5 separate regions of the Mus musculus genome follow, and regions 1, 2, 3 and 5 are each linked to region 4. A link is a contact called in public HiChIP or PLAC-seq and promoter capture Hi-C data. All regions are on one chromosome and are shown on one strand. The core of a region is the stretch at or near the end of the contact, and the rest is flanking DNA. Distances in the headings are between cores, read along the strand shown. Region 1 has its middle 18 kb from the start of Mtdh. Region 2 has its middle 11 kb from the start of Gm38594. Region 3 has its middle 19 kb from the start of Gm38594. Region 4 holds the start of Rpl30 (ribosomal protein L30). Region 5 overlaps Gm41290 (a long non-coding RNA gene).

Evidence for each region. Promoter capture Hi-C pulls out the DNA fragments that hold promoters and counts their contacts. HiChIP or PLAC-seq counts read pairs in DNA pulled down with a chosen protein or histone mark.
Region 1: a contact with region 4 is called in a promoter capture Hi-C map of the HPC-7 cell line. The contact joins the enhancer-like site here to the promoter of Rpl30 in region 4. A contact is called at or near these places in 15 of 39 promoter capture datasets (the C10 cell line, the HPC-7 cell line, the SN4741 cell line and 10 more), 4 of 484 Hi-C or Micro-C datasets (embryonic stem cells, muscle stem cells, natural killer cells and 1 more), 20 of 115 datasets of contacts at active chromatin or transcription factors (the 230-238 cell line, DN3 thymocytes, the SCID.adh cell line and 12 more) and 3 of 9 other capture datasets (adipose tissue, liver and pancreatic islet).
Region 2: a contact with region 4 is called in an H3K27ac HiChIP or PLAC-seq map of embryonic stem cells, with 2.5 times the contacts expected there. The contact joins the enhancer-like site here to the promoter of Rpl30 in region 4. A contact is called at or near these places in 14 of 39 promoter capture datasets (the 3T3-L1 cell line, 3T3-L1-derived adipocytes, the C10 cell line and 8 more), 4 of 484 Hi-C or Micro-C datasets (embryonic stem cells and liver), 12 of 115 datasets of contacts at active chromatin or transcription factors (the SCID.adh cell line, SST interneurons, acute myeloid leukemia and 4 more) and 2 of 9 other capture datasets (adipose tissue and embryonic stem cells).
Region 3: a contact with region 4 is called in an H3K4me3 HiChIP or PLAC-seq map of embryonic stem cells, with 12 read pairs. The contact joins the enhancer-like site here to the promoter of Rpl30 in region 4. A contact is called at or near these places in 18 of 39 promoter capture datasets (the 3T3-L1 cell line, 3T3-L1-derived adipocytes, the C10 cell line and 12 more), 1 of 15 datasets of contacts at CTCF or cohesin (the NIH/3T3 cell line), 21 of 484 Hi-C or Micro-C datasets (the AML12 cell line, the AtT-20 cell line, the C2C12 cell line and 16 more), 18 of 115 datasets of contacts at active chromatin or transcription factors (the 230-238 cell line, DN3 thymocytes, the SCID.adh cell line and 10 more) and 4 of 9 other capture datasets (adipose tissue, embryonic stem cells, liver and 1 more).
Region 5: an H3K27ac HiChIP or PLAC-seq map of differentiating embryonic stem cells shows a contact between it and region 4, with 3 times the contacts expected there. The contact joins the enhancer-like site here to the promoter of Rpl30 in region 4. A contact is called at or near these places in 15 of 39 promoter capture datasets (the 3T3-L1 cell line, 3T3-L1-derived adipocytes, the C10 cell line and 10 more), 11 of 484 Hi-C or Micro-C datasets (the AML12 cell line, the Ba/F3 cell line, CD4 T cells and 8 more), 13 of 115 datasets of contacts at active chromatin or transcription factors (the 230-238 cell line, the SCID.adh cell line, astrocytes and 10 more) and 5 of 9 other capture datasets (adipose tissue, embryonic stem cells, liver and 2 more).

What each region holds. Positions count from the first base shown.
Region 1 is chr15:34,063,293-34,066,053 of GRCm38.p6, reverse strand. No RefSeq gene overlaps it. Among named protein-coding and RNA genes, the nearest start is that of Mtdh, 18 kb to the left of the region's middle. Within about 2 kb of position 1,418, at least 17 of the 459 cell types and tissues checked have an H3K27ac peak or open chromatin away from gene starts, as enhancers often do. A contact at or near this core is called in the HPC-7 cell line, the SCID.adh cell line and hematopoietic stem and progenitor cells, where this site is marked.
Region 2 is chr15:34,175,691-34,178,390 of GRCm38.p6, reverse strand. No RefSeq gene overlaps it. Among named protein-coding and RNA genes, the nearest start is that of Gm38594, 11 kb to the right of the region's middle. Within about 2 kb of position 1,335, at least 16 of the 459 cell types and tissues checked have an H3K27ac peak or open chromatin away from gene starts, as enhancers often do. A contact at or near this core is called in embryonic stem cells, where this site is marked.
Region 3 is chr15:34,145,836-34,148,696 of GRCm38.p6, reverse strand. No RefSeq gene overlaps it. Among named protein-coding and RNA genes, the nearest start is that of Gm38594, 19 kb to the left of the region's middle. Within about 2 kb of position 1,291, at least 12 of the 459 cell types and tissues checked have an H3K27ac peak or open chromatin away from gene starts, as enhancers often do. A contact at or near this core is called in embryonic stem cells, where this site is marked.
Region 4 is chr15:34,441,923-34,444,622 of GRCm38.p6, reverse strand. It overlaps Rpl30 (ribosomal protein L30), which reads left to right and starts at 1,347. Exons shown (of 5, transcript NM_001163485.1): 1 at 1,347-1,438; 2 at 1,546-1,598; 3 at 1,843-1,988. The coding sequence starts at 1,578.
Region 5 is chr15:34,028,283-34,030,982 of GRCm38.p6, reverse strand. All of the region lies in intron 1 of Gm41290 (a long non-coding RNA gene), which reads left to right. Among named protein-coding and RNA genes, the nearest start is that of Gm41290, 8.1 kb to the left of the region's middle. Within about 2 kb of position 1,397, at least 11 of the 459 cell types and tissues checked have an H3K27ac peak or open chromatin away from gene starts, as enhancers often do. A contact at or near this core is called in differentiating embryonic stem cells, extraembryonic endoderm stem cells, stem cell-derived epiblast-like cells and 1 more, where this site is marked.

The sequences.
Region 1 (2,761 bases), core at 169-2,668, 380 kb after region 4:
TGTCCTGGAACTCTCTCTGTAGACCAAGATGGCCTCAAACTCAGATCCGCCTGCCTCTGCCTCCCAAGTATAGCCTTGAACCCCTATTACCCAGCACCATACCTTTTTGAATGAAGAACCCCTTATAATTTGGAGCTTAACTGTAGACAAAGCTAGCTCTTCCTGCCTAGTACTGATTGAGTAGTTGATAGAAGAGAAAGCTAGACCTAAAGTACCAACAGGGGCTGTTCTTACACCAATACCAGACAAAATCATACTGCATTTGGGGTGGCTTAACCAACATCAATTTATTATCCTCACATTTCTGGGGTTGGAAAGTCTAATGTCAAGGTGCTGCTAAGGTGAGTTTTTCCCCCAGGCCTCTTTCTTGAGGTCATAGGTGGCCTCCTCCCTCATATGTTTTCACATGACCTTTTGTTGTTGTTGGTCTCACAGGACCTGGTGTGTATGCTGGGGGCAATTTTGAGAGCTCTTTCTGTGTTTGTTTTTTTGAGACAGGGTTTCTCTGTGTAGTTTCAGCAGTCCTATAACTCCTCTGTAGACCAGGTTGGTCTTGAACTCAGAGATTCTCCTGCTTTTACCTCCCAGGCACTGGGGCTAAAGGCTTGTGCCACCGTGCCCTCTCCTTATAAAGAGACCAGTTAGACCAGTTGTCAGGTTAGAGCTCTACCTTTATGGTGCCATTCCATCTTAACTACTTTCTTTAAGGCTTTATCACCACGCTAAGGGCTTCAGCATGTGAGTTTGGTGGTAGAGGTGGAAGGTACGTAATATCTGGGATTATTCTAGATTCTTTCTCAACAGGGATGTAGTATAGTTGGTGTGCTGCTTACCTGACCCTGCCGTCTGTGGCACTGCCAACCTTGTTACTAAATAGTACTTGTTACCAAAGATATTTGTTGATGAAACGAATTAATGACTCCAATTGGAAGTAAAGTGGAGAGGAAGCTGTTTCTGGGTCTGAAACATGAGTTAGCACATGCCTAAATTTAATGGTGGAAGGAAAGAAGAGAAAGGGTGACAATGAGTGACCATGAGTAGTGAGATAATAGGAAAGAAAACATTGTGGAAGGCTAATGTGACCGAGCAACATGATAACTGTTCATTAGTGAAAAATTGTGGAGTTGAACCAAGCTAGCTATCACTACCAAACTAGCTATCATTACCAAATTAGTTATTACTACCAAACTAATTATCACTACCAAAACTAGTTATCACCACCAAAGCTAGTTATCACTACCAAAACTAGTTGTCATTACTAAAGTAGTTATCACTACCAAAACTAGTTATGACTACCAAAGCTAGTTATCACTACCAACTTTTATTCTGAAACAAAGTGACTCTTAGGACATTTATAATTGTGAAATTGAAACTCCTCGTAGCTACTTCCAGGTGTTTCCTGAGAGTTATTTGAAGACTTGTGATTTCTATCTCAGATATGTTCAGGGTTGTTATTTTCTTATCATTCCCCCCCAGCTTTTGTAGCCTAAAGGCAATTATGAGAATTGGATACACATTTCTCTTGAACTGATAGCTTTTCTCTTCTCTTCTCTTCTCTTCTCTTCTCTTCTCTTCTCTTCTCTTCTCTTCTCTTCTCTTCTCTTCTCTTCTCTTCTCTTCTCTTCTCTCCTCTTCTCTTTTCTTTTTTTCTTTTTTTTGGTTTTTCGAGACAGGGTTTCTCTGTGTAGTCCTGGCTGTCCTGGAACTCACTTTGTAGACCAGGCTGGCCTCGAACTCAGAAATCTGCCTGCCTCTGCCTCCCAAGTGCTGGGATTAAAGGTGTGCGCCACCACGCCTGGTTAGAATTTCTTTTATTTGTGATCACCAATGCAGAAATAGAAATGTGGTCACCTCAGGCATCATCCTGCTAGGCACTAAAAGATCTTCACTTAAAAATTACTTCTTGGGGGCTAGAGAGATGGCTCAGTGGTTAAGAGAGCTGACTGCTCTTCCAGAGGACCCAAATTCAATTCCCAGCAACCACATGGCAGCTCACAACCATCTGTAATAGGATCTGATGCTCTCTTCTGGTGTGTCTGAGACAGCTACACTTTACTCATATACATAAAATAAATAAATCTTAAAAAAAAATCTCTCTTGGACATAGAGCACAGTTGGTAAAGTACTTGCCTAGCTTAAATGAGGTTCTGAGTACCTTTCCCTAGCACTAGTGTCAACTGGGTGGGCTGTTGTGTGCTTGTAGTTCCAGGGCTTAGGAAGTAGATACAAGAAGATCATAGGTTCAAAAACACCACTGACACAGAAGTAGTTTGAATTCAGCCAGCGCTAGATACTTTGTCTTAAAAACAAAAATTCCTTACTTCTTGTTTATTTTTTTGCCTTTATAATTCTATAAGAAAAGACTCAGTTTTCTTTTCTAGTTCCCTAGTAGAATTATTTATGAATGGAAAATTGTATCTAGTGGCAAAGTACTTTCTGAAAGAGCTCACACTCATCACAATTCTAGTTTATATCAAAGACTTTCCAAATATGTTCATTCTCCATCTGGACAAACTATTCTTAGCCTGCTTTAAAACTGAAGCTTACAAGACTGTTAAATATAGATTCAGAGTAATTGGACTACGCTGACGGTTAGGATTTAGCCCTAGGAAATCACTTGTTTATTGTGGATACCTGAAATGTTTTCTAGTTTAAGGAAGCTGATGCACAAGGCCCAGAAAGAAATTCAGTGTCCTGCACATTCCTTTAACACACTGTCCAGACTTTCCTTGCTATGGGCAGCATTTTGCATACCCTGGAA
Region 2 (2,700 bases), core at 86-2,585, 270 kb after region 4:
AAAAAAAAGAGTCTGGAGAGATGGTTCAGCAGTTAAAAATGCATAATACTTTTGGGGAGGACCTGAGTTTAGTTCCCAGTATTCACATTAGGCTGCTCACAGCTGCTTTTAACTCCAGCTCCAAGGACTCTGATACCCTCTTCTGGATTCCATGGGTACCTGCACTCACACATACACACACACATGCATGTATACACACATATACATACAAGAAAAAAATAATTAATAAAAAACTTTTAAAACAACTAAATAAAACTCATTAAACTATTTTCTAGAGTGGCTGTACTATTTTACACTCCTGAACAGCAAGGCTGTGTGGTTGGGGTGTAGTCCAGTTGGTTGAAGACTTGCCTGGCATGCAGGAGATGCTGGGTTCCACCCACCACATTGTATAACTTGTAGTGACACATGCTACAATCCCAGAACCTGTGAGCTGGAGGTAGAATTCCAGATAAGATGTTCAGGGTCATATCCAAATACATAGCAATTTCAAGACAGCAATTTTTGAGATACTATCTCAAAAATACAATGCATACATACATACATACATACATACATACATACATACATACATATGTACATACATACCAAAGACTTTCAAAATAAAAGTAACCTGAAAATAAGTCTAACTCCTGTTGAAAATTAAATGTTTTGTTAAAATTAATGTGCTTAAGATTAAAAGCTCCAGAATGTTGAAATCTGCTGAGGTGTAATAACCTATAAGCTCCACTTGGGGGCAGTTAACCTGGTCACTACCTGAAGCTTGAGCGAGTCACAAATACTTTGAAACAGTCATTGTCTCAAGCAGGCTTTGATAAGCTGGTAAAACTGAGGTGAGACCAGCAGGCTATCTCCCTATCTTAATTTGAGATTCTTTTTTATTTTTAAAGTAATCAATATTTTTCACACTGAAACAGTGCTGTTGACTCTTCTTATTTTAAACCCTAAATTCTTTTCAACGATCCAATGAAAATCAGTATTAAAGCGGCTAGAGCAATTTGTTGCTCTTACAGGGGAGCAGGTACCACCAACACAGTGCACACAGAGACTCGCAGGCAAGACATCCATACACACAGAATAAAAATAAATCTTTCCTAAGGGACTGGGTGGCTGTGGGCGACAAGTGGTGTCCCACGGTTGGCCCACCACAGGGCTAGGGCTCAGGGTCCTCAGCACCGCAGATGCTGCTGCTGGATGCCTCGGAAGAGCTGAGAACGAAGTGAGGCCCGTGAGCCGATTCTAGCCCAGGACTGAAGGGAAAGGGCAGAAGGAGAGCTCCGCCTGGTTCTCTCGGGGAGAAGTGTCCTGTGCTTGGTTCGACAGCAGCTTGCTTGATGGAGATTGGCTGAGAATGCAGAGAGGCTTCCGGCTCCATTGTTCCCCACAGTGGGTCTCGATGAGTAGAGGAAGTCCACAGTTTTAAGGCGTCTATTGGCATGCCGGAGAGTTGTGTTGAGTGAAACCTCACCCCACTTTCTCAGGGCAGGCCTAAGATTAAATACCTTTTGCAGGGAGGAGTGTCTGGGAAGGAAAGCTTAATTGGCTAAGCCCTTCAGGCCTTTAGGTATCTCACTACAGTGGAGATCTGTCTTGAGGCTACATGACCTGTGGTCATGTCCTCTACCTGTGGAGGGGCTGGGGCATTGCCCTACTTGACTTATGGAGAGCTGAGGCCTTGTGTCAGGAGCCTGGTGTCTAGGAGTGTGCAGGCAAACACTTTCCATCCCTTGCAGTTATCTGCTGAGTCTCCAGGGTTTAAACCTAGCTTGACCAGAAAACAGGCTGCCTTTCACAGTCCCACAGGTGGCAGTGACACACACCTTTGATTCCAGCACTTGGGAGGCAAAGGGAGGTGGATGTCTTGAGTTCAAGGCCAGCTTGGTCTACAGAGTAAGTTCCAGCATTCAGGTCTACATAGAGAAACCTTGTTTGGAAAAACAAAACAAGAACAACAAAAAAGAAATCAGTATTGGGCAGTGGCTCACACCTTTAATCCCAGCACTCCAGAAGCAGGGGCTGGTGGATGCCTGTGAGTTCCAGGATGGCCTAGTCTACATAGTAAATTTCAGGGCAGCCAGGGCTGTGTAGAGGACTCTGTCTCAAAAAAGAAAGAAAGAGAGAGAGAGAGAGAGAGAGAGAGAGAGAGAGAGAGAGAGAGAGAGAGAGAGGGAGAGGGAGAGGGAGAGGGAGAGGGAGGAAGGGAGAGAGAGAGAGAGAGAGGAGAAAATAACAATAATAGTAATAAAAAGAGCCTTATGTTAAGGGGGTCACTGCAGTGTTGTACAGGGAAGCAAACTGCAGGAAGAGATAGAAAAACTCAGATTTGGTTTTCAATTTTCAAGATTTTCTTCAACCTGGATAAGACTTCAGGAAGTCTAATAACAGGTGGTTTGTTCCCAATGTATTTCAGCTCGGTGTAATTTGAAGAAAGAAAGAAAGAAAGAAAGAAAGAAAGAAAGAAAGAAAGAAAGAAAGAAAGAAAGAAAGAAAGAAAGAAAGAAAGAAAGAAAGACTGTCCTGGTACAATATAATCCCTGGTGCACAGAGAAGTGTAATTACATTAAAACTCAGTTCAAGGTAGTGTCATTTCTTCAAAGAAAATGGTTTCTAGACCTATGCTCCTGTGGGCCCGAGAGTCTGGCCGGGTCATATGTAACATAGAGGTCATTTAGGCTATTAGCCACCTCTAGTTCTGGTTGT
Region 3 (2,861 bases), core at 42-2,541, 300 kb after region 4:
AGTTTCAGGACAGCCAGGACTACACAGAGAAACCCTGTCTCAAAACAAAACAAAACAAAGTAGAAAAAACCCAAAGCAAACCAAAAAAAAAAAAAACCAAAAAACCAAAAAGACCCAAAAAGAAAATTCACTTTCTATGCAAGCATGAGAACTGAGTTTGATACATTAAAATGGGGGAGGGAGGCTAAAGAGATGGCTACATGGTTAAGAGTACTTGTTGCTCGGCAGAGGACCTGGGTTTGACTTCTATTACCACATGCTGGCATGCATTCACCCCTAACTCCTACCCCAGGGATCTCATGCCCTTTTCTGGGCTTGTGAGAGTCCGACACGTGTACATATACACACATACAGACAAGACACTTACATATATACAAGTTTTTTTTTTTTAAAGTTTAATTTATATTTTGGTTGAGACAAGGTTTTTTTTTTTTATGTCTATGCTACAGTGTATCTCTCTCTGTTATTTATTGTGCATGTGTGCATGTGTATGTGTAACTGGAGACTGGCCTGAGACAAGGTTTTTCTGTGTTTGCCTTTCATTTTATTTTTTGAGACAGCGTCTCATTGACCTGGCACTTGGCCAGCAAGTCCTAGGGATACTCCGGTCTCTGCTTCCTCAGTGTTGGGATTAGTCTCAAAGTGCTGTGGCCAGCTTTGACATGGATTTTGGAGATTTAGACTGAGGTCTGTGTAGAAGCACTTTGCCCACTGAACCACCTTCCCACTTTTTTTTTAAAATTAACATAATGCATTTCTCACCCCTTCAAATGCAATATATAAGCGATGGTTTGAACACTGTCCTACCTCCATCTCCCAGTGCTGGGATTACAGGCATGTGCCTGTATCATGTTAGTATTATATAGGGGGAGGGAGGGAGGTAGAGATGATGCTCATCAGTCAAAAATGTCTGCTGCTTTCAGAAACAACCACATAGGGTGGCTCACAGCTGCCTATTACTCCAGCTATAGGAGATCTGGTTTCCTCTTCTGGCCTCTGAGTGTACCTATACACATGTGGCATATATACATGCACATAAATAAAAAATATGAAGTGTTATATTCTGAGGGGGTATCATGTTTGGTTGCCAGAGAGAGAAAATAAGAAAGCAGTACACAAATGTGTGTACTGGATGATGTCAGAAATTAGAACAAGAGAAAAGCAAAGACCCATTTAAGAGAAAAATATACAAAGAAACAACCTTGGATAGCAAACCACTGGAATGCAGGCAAGGAACGACTTCCAATGCTTGCCTATGCATGTCTACCTGGTGATGTGCCACCTGCAGGTTCCTGTTTGAAAAACAGCACTCAGGGCCTGACTTGAAGGAGAAACTGCTCATGGCCAAAGTGATCCCTCGTGGTGTTTCCAGATTTATTTCTAATGTTAAAGATTTTGTGTGTATGCGAACACACAGGCACACACAGGAGCTGGAATTGCAGGTGGTTGTGAGAGGCTTATCCTGGGTGCTGGGAACTTAACTCAGGTCTTCTGCAGAGCAGCATGCATTCTAAACCACTGAGTCATGTCTCTAGATTTCCTATATACGCCTCTTAAGCCTAACCTGTTGTTCCAAACAGATATCCAGGGCTTAATAGCAAAGACAAACCTGTCACAGACACTCCTCCAGTTCTTCCTCTTAATCAGTTACCTGTAACTATCTACTTGGAGACTTAAGAGATTTTGTTAGATGTGGGGATGGAGAGGGAGAGGGGAGCAGTAGCCTGGGCTACATGAGATATTGCTTCAAAATATCTTGCTTGGGAAGTCCTGAAGGAAGCCAATGGATCAGCTGGAGCTGGAGTCCTTGCAAATTGTGGGTCTCCCTGCCTGGGAACCAAATTCCAGTCCTCTGGAAGAGCTATAAGGGACCTTAACTGCTGAATGTTTGAACTTAGAATTTGGACTGATACATGGATTTGTCTCCCTTGCAGCAAGTCAGTGAGCTTGGTCCCATTTTATAGCTCTATATATAGTTATATATATTTAAAACTAGGCTTACAAATACAGTGAGTTATTTATGTGTTCAGGGAGTTCCCGGTTTATTGGTGTGTGTGAAATTCCTGTGAAGTCAACTCCCTACCATTCCTGTGGTGGTGGCAAAGAGAACTGAGGGCCTTGTGATTACCAGGCCAGCATCTTACCACTGAGCTAAATTCCAACTTCACACTGATTCCAGGACTGACCAGTAAGCATTGTATTAGAAAAGTCTGTCCCAGAGAAAGTCCGTATTCTCTCTTTACCTCTCCGAAAAGCAAGCCACCTGCCATTGTTTGCATTGGTTTATTTTTGGTTGTGTCACATCTTAATTTTTCTGTAGCTAAGTTGTTCCTGTCAAAAGTTAAATTAGATTTAGGGTTGTAGTTAGAATATATTTGCCTATATCCATGATATAGAAACCTACAAATTTTTTCTTTCATTTTTGTTTTCAGGCAGGACCTTACAGAGCCCATGTTGGCCTCAAAACCTCTCTATAGCTAAAGATGACCACAAACTCCCTTTGATATTTGTCAGATCTTCAATAATACACCTCATAGAACCTCACTTTAAGTGAGGCACTTGCTGCTCCCCTAGAAGAGCTTTATGCTTGGCTCTATCACATACAGTTGTGCTCTAACCTCCAGGCAACATCATTCAGATTTAGCCATTTTATCTATGCACATTCAGAAACTTTTCCAGGAGCTATCAGTTCAGTATCTTAAAAGTGTCTATGGACCCTTAGTCATTTCTTCCAAGGTAGGCATTTGAGAGTACTGAATAGTCAAGCTCACCTCTGATGTTCCCATGCTGTCACTATTTCACTTAAGAACACTGGTGGGTTTAGATGTAGATTTATTATGCTTTAAAGTTTCTCGAAGTGT
Region 4 (2,700 bases), core at 98-2,597:
ATGTGAGAATAACACAGTTACTATCTCATAGAGTGTGTGTGTTGGCTAAGTAATATGTTTTAGTTTCCGTTTTTTTTCTTTTTCCAAAAGATCAACTCACAGAGATTGCCAGCTCCGGGTGGGATTATAGGTATAGATCATCTCGACCCGCATGACTCATGGATGTTTTTAAAGTTATTTTAATTAAGGGGAGGCAGGGTTGTTCTTCCCTTTCCTAACCTCCAGGGCAAAGTAACTCACCATACAGCTTACCTACTACCCTGGGTTTCCTTTTTCATGCTTATATAAATTTGGTGGCACAGGTGCTTGTGCAGTTGGGCAGAGGTCACAGGTCAACTTCTGGGTACTTACTCGGTAGTTGTCCACCTTATTTTTCACAAGATCTTTGAGACCTGGAGCTGACAGGTTAGACTAGGTTGGCTGGCTAGCCAGCCTTGGGGAATCTGTTCCACAAATGGAGTTACAAGTGTGCACAACCATGCCAGACTTTTGGGGGCTGGGGATTGACAGAGAGGTTTAGGCATAAAATGCAGGTCCCCACGCTTGCAAGGCAAGCACACTTTACTGACTGAACAATCTCAACAGCCCTGGGTTTTCGTTGGTGCTAGTGCGTAAATAGTAGAGGCTTTCAAGGTTTTTTTTTTTTTTCCTTGAATGCTACATTTATACAACGGCCCAAGTTTCGTAGCAAAATGATTTTTTAAATTATTCGTATTGCGACTATTTCTTTACTTCTGTATACGTATGTGAGCATTCAAGCGCAGGCCAAAGAAAAACCTGCTGGACTTGGCGCTCCCCTCCCACCACGTGGGTTTGGAACTCATTCGTCTACTTAGCGACAAGCGCATTTACCCGTCAGCCACTTCACCAGGTTTTTTTTTTTTTTTTTTCAATTGTGGTCCCTGTGCAAAGTAGGCTCCCAAGTACACGGTATAAAACCGCCGCAAAAGGGGTGTGTGTCCTACGGAGCGGCAAACAGGAAGATCAGCGGCGGGTGGACAGAGATGCCTCCGCTCCTGGTGAGCAGTCACGGGGTAAACCGGCGGCCCGGGGTCCTTCCGGAGCACGCCCAAGACAACGTCAGGCGGAGACCAGCCCAGGAGAGGCCAGGTCGCTGCCGCCTCGCCACGGAGCCCTGGGCCTCGTCGTCAGCTCCCATCGAGCTCCGGCTCTCCGCGGTGTCAGCCCGCTGCAGCAGAACAAACGCCCAGAACCGAAGGCCGGAGCCCAGACGCCGCAGCAGCCCAGCCTGCGTTGTAACCCGGTCCCCATAGCAACCAACTACCGCAGACTACTCTCGCAAGCGCTGTTCTGCTTGTGACCCGGACCGGCTTCTCTTCCGCTTCCGGTCCCACAATCCTCTGTCGGCCTAGAAGAGCTTTGCATTGTGGGAGCTCCTTCCTTTCTCGCTCCCCGGCCATCTTGGCGGCTGGTGTTGGTGAGTGAGCTCTGCGGGGTAAACGATTAGGCGGCTCGGGGAGCTCCGCTAGCTGGTGTTTGACGCTCTGGATTATAATCCTCTCTTCTGTCCTCTGTGTATGCTAGGTTGGGGGTTGTCCCGCACCTAAGGCAGGAAGATGGTGGCCGCAAAGAAGACGGTGAGTGAAGCCGATCGGGCCCGGAAGCCGGTTCACGTGGAGAGCTGGGTCGGGCCGGGGCGGATAGATTTGAGCACACTGGGTGGACGACTTGTCGCTGACGTTTCAGGGTCTCAAAGTGAATCCGAGAGGCTCTTTGTATGGTCTCAGACATCATGAAAGGGTTCAGTTCCAGAAATCTGGAACTGAGTTTGGTTTTAGATGACTGCAAGTGGTGTTCAAGTCTCAAACGTTTGCATTGTAGAAAAAGTCTCTGGAGTCGATCAACTCTAGGCTCCAACTTGTTATGAAAAGTGGGAAGTACGTGCTGGGCTACAAGCAGACTCTGAAGATGATCAGACAAGGCAAAGCGAAGTTGGTTATCCTTGCCAACAACTGTCCAGCTTTGAGGTAATGGAGGGAACCTGGATGTGTGCAGCCTATTGTAAATTCACTGTGCAGTATCCAGCATTGGGAAGAAGAATAATGATGGTTGCTTTCTGATGTTTGGACCTTGCTTTGTGTGTGTTTTTTGTAAATGTACCTTTGAGGCACGTTGTGTGACAGGAGGTATACAAATGATACACGCAGACTGGGGGAAGCCCGATCCCGAATTTTTCAAGGTTTGAAGTGTTAACACTCCGCTTCATGTGCCTGTTTTAGTTTAGAAAAATTCTGGCTGGATTATGGAGGTGATGGTATCATGAAATCACCTATTTGGCAGGGTCCAATTTTCTGAACACGTTCATTCTTGATTAACTATTTTAACTCGAACCTAACAAGTATTTTAAGTAAGCTGAAGAAGCTTGTGTAGTATACGCTCCTTGATTTTTCTATGGCAATTGTACACCTCTTCAGCCTTTTATGTAGGTGTCTATACTTAGTGGCAGAGTTTGGAATGTTTGGTCTTATTTTAAACCTTTGCCAGTCGATTCATAGTGGCAGCGTAGACATTCATTACTAAATTACAAGCTCAGACTCAGTGGGTCCAGGCTGGAGCTTCAAGTTCATTTCTCATAAGCACTTTGGAGCACTGTTGGTATGTGGGGCCACATTCTAAGCTCAAGGTTCTGTGGAACTTTCAAATCTTAACAATTTGTATCCTTTAACTTGGCACTGAAGT
Region 5 (2,700 bases), core at 148-2,647, 410 kb after region 4:
CCTTGATTGGGTAAAACTCCTACCTCTGGCTCTTTTCAGGCTAAGAGCTCTCCCCAGGGAACCTCTCATCTCACCCTTTGAACTCATGTATGGACATCCAGTCCTAACTCCTGGTCTTTCACCTAAATGCTCTCCCCTCCCAGACCATCTACTCACCCCATTACTTTGCCACCTCCGTTCTCTCCTTTGGAACTTTGCTGACCACCATCTACTGCAGTCATACACTGTCTCCTGTCCACTGCCTGTCAACATTGGAGACCAAGTCCTTCTATCTCCTCCATACCATCGGCCCTAACCCCTCTCTCCCAAATGACATGGCCCTTTTAAGGTAATCCTCGTGATGCCTACAGCTGCTAAACTCAAGAGAGTCTCTCATTGGGCCCACCTGTCTCACCTCAAACCTTTCATTCCTCCACCTAAAAATGACTCTTCCTCATATACATTGATGCCAACAGGACTGTGCTCTGTTAAGTTCTGGACGATGTTGAGACCATCACCTTGTCCCCAATCCCAGAAAATGAGATTCCACTCCGGCAGCCAAGCTCAACCTCAGTGTATTAGACATGGGTTTCTTGTCCTCCCCCTGCTCCTAATTTCCATCCAAGCCAGCCCTTACATCTGGAGATTGGAAGTCCAAGAAATCCCCACAGATAACGAACAGTCTTTCCAATTAGGGTCAGCAAACTGCTCCATAGCCGGATGCTGCCACACCAACTCCAGTGAAGTCTGCACGACAGGCCTAAAGGCTTGGAAGCAGTCCTGAGGCAAAGAGTTTCAGAGTAACTCAGACTCCTGGAACCGTGGCATGAATGCACCTGTCGCTGCGTTAGTCAGTGTATGGATCTGTGTGCTTTCTTTCAGTATTGTTTTATTATAGATGCTTCCAAGAAATGATTTTACTAATACCTAAATCAGGTTGAACTCTACTGCTGTCCTTCATCAATGTCCTAGGCAGTCCTTGAGCTGACCCTGGCCTTGGAATTTCATAAGAATGTTATTCATCCAGAAAAAAAAAATGCCCCAGTGTTGACAGTAATGAGGCATCTCAGTCTGTTGGTTAGGAGCTAGTATTCTCAGGGCTAGTTCAAAATAGTAAACTTAGAATTCTCATTACAGACATGAATGGCAGCCTACATTACATACTAGTAGAAAGAAGATGGATTGTGGTTTTAGGAGGAACTGAAGCATTGTATTATTATTATTTATTTTTTTCCCGAGACAGGGTTTCTCTGTGTAGCCCTGGCTGTCCTGGAACTCACTCTGTAGGCCAGGCTGGCCTCAAACTCAGAAATCCACTGCCTCTGCCTACCAAGTGCTGGGATTAAAGGCGTGCACCACCACGCCAGGCTGCATTGTATTATTCTTGAAAGGGTTGGTAGAACAGAATTCTCCTGGTCGGTGTTTTTCACTAGGCCCAGAGGAATAGCATAATTAGGTATTTACTAAGGGACACATGGTGGTGGGTTAACAATAGACTAGCATTGCATCAGACCTTTCACCTAGCTCCTGTGAATAGCTGACTTTACATAGGGCTGATCTTATCTCAAATGTAAACATTGCCTGGAATTGTGATTGGTTTTTTTGTATGCATTTTTTGTTTTGTGTCAGATAACTTCAGTATACCTTGGATGACCTTAATGTATCACTTAACTTCTTTGTTTTCTGTCATATATAACTCTGATGCTCACTTTTACAAATTACATTCAGATACAACATCTCCTTGTGTTCACATCTGTTTGTCACTTTTTGCTGCCTCCCTCCCCACATGTACTGGGACCCTGATTCTCCTGAGGATTGAGGGGCCGACTGAGGGCAGTCTGAGGCAGGATGCCAGGAACTGATCCAAATTGCTATCATTCCTGTATCTGTCTGTTATCCCACCTAAATATTATGATCTCTATACTTGCTTTCTCTTTGAACAGACAAGAGATTATTGTAGAAAATGGCCAGACAAATATGGGGGCTGCCTATATTGGTCTTGCCAGATACATATGCTAGGATTACGGACCAATCATTTCATCTATCAACATTGCAAGACCCTCCTTTTCTACATACAAGACCCATGGGATTCCAGGTGGGAGACAGGAGTTGTTTGTAAACTCTACTGTAAAAATCAGCCCAGGTCCCCCGTAAGTACCATCCATACCCAGAGAAAATATGTCTCAATTGCTCAACCCCTAGATATCAGAAAAGTAGGGGAGAGGATCAAAAACTCCTCTGAGGTCCTTACCTCTTTGACATCACCCCTTATATATAGCACTAACTTGTCATTTCTTCTTTTGCTTCAAACCTTGACCTTGGCCTACCAGCTCCTTAATGTCACCAGGCCTGGACGCTTTAAAGATTGCTGGCTGTGCGTACCCCCTAGAACTAACAATGATCACTTACAGCATCTCCTGTGATACTGCCAAGTAGCCTTACCTCATCCTCTGTCAGCTGCCCTGACTCCAATATTGCCATGACTCCATACCTTACCTCTATCTCTCTCTTTGGTGTGGCAAACTGTTTTAAGACCTCCGGGACTCATTCTATAGGAACGCTGAGATCCCTAGACTGCAATAGAACCATAACCCTCGATATCATCTCTGCCACAATGCCCTGCAGTCCAGAACACTTCAATTCTCTGTGGCACTCAGGCATATCATCGCCTCCCCTCCAGCTGGTCAGGAGTTTGCACGTTGGTATTCCTTTTCTCTGAAC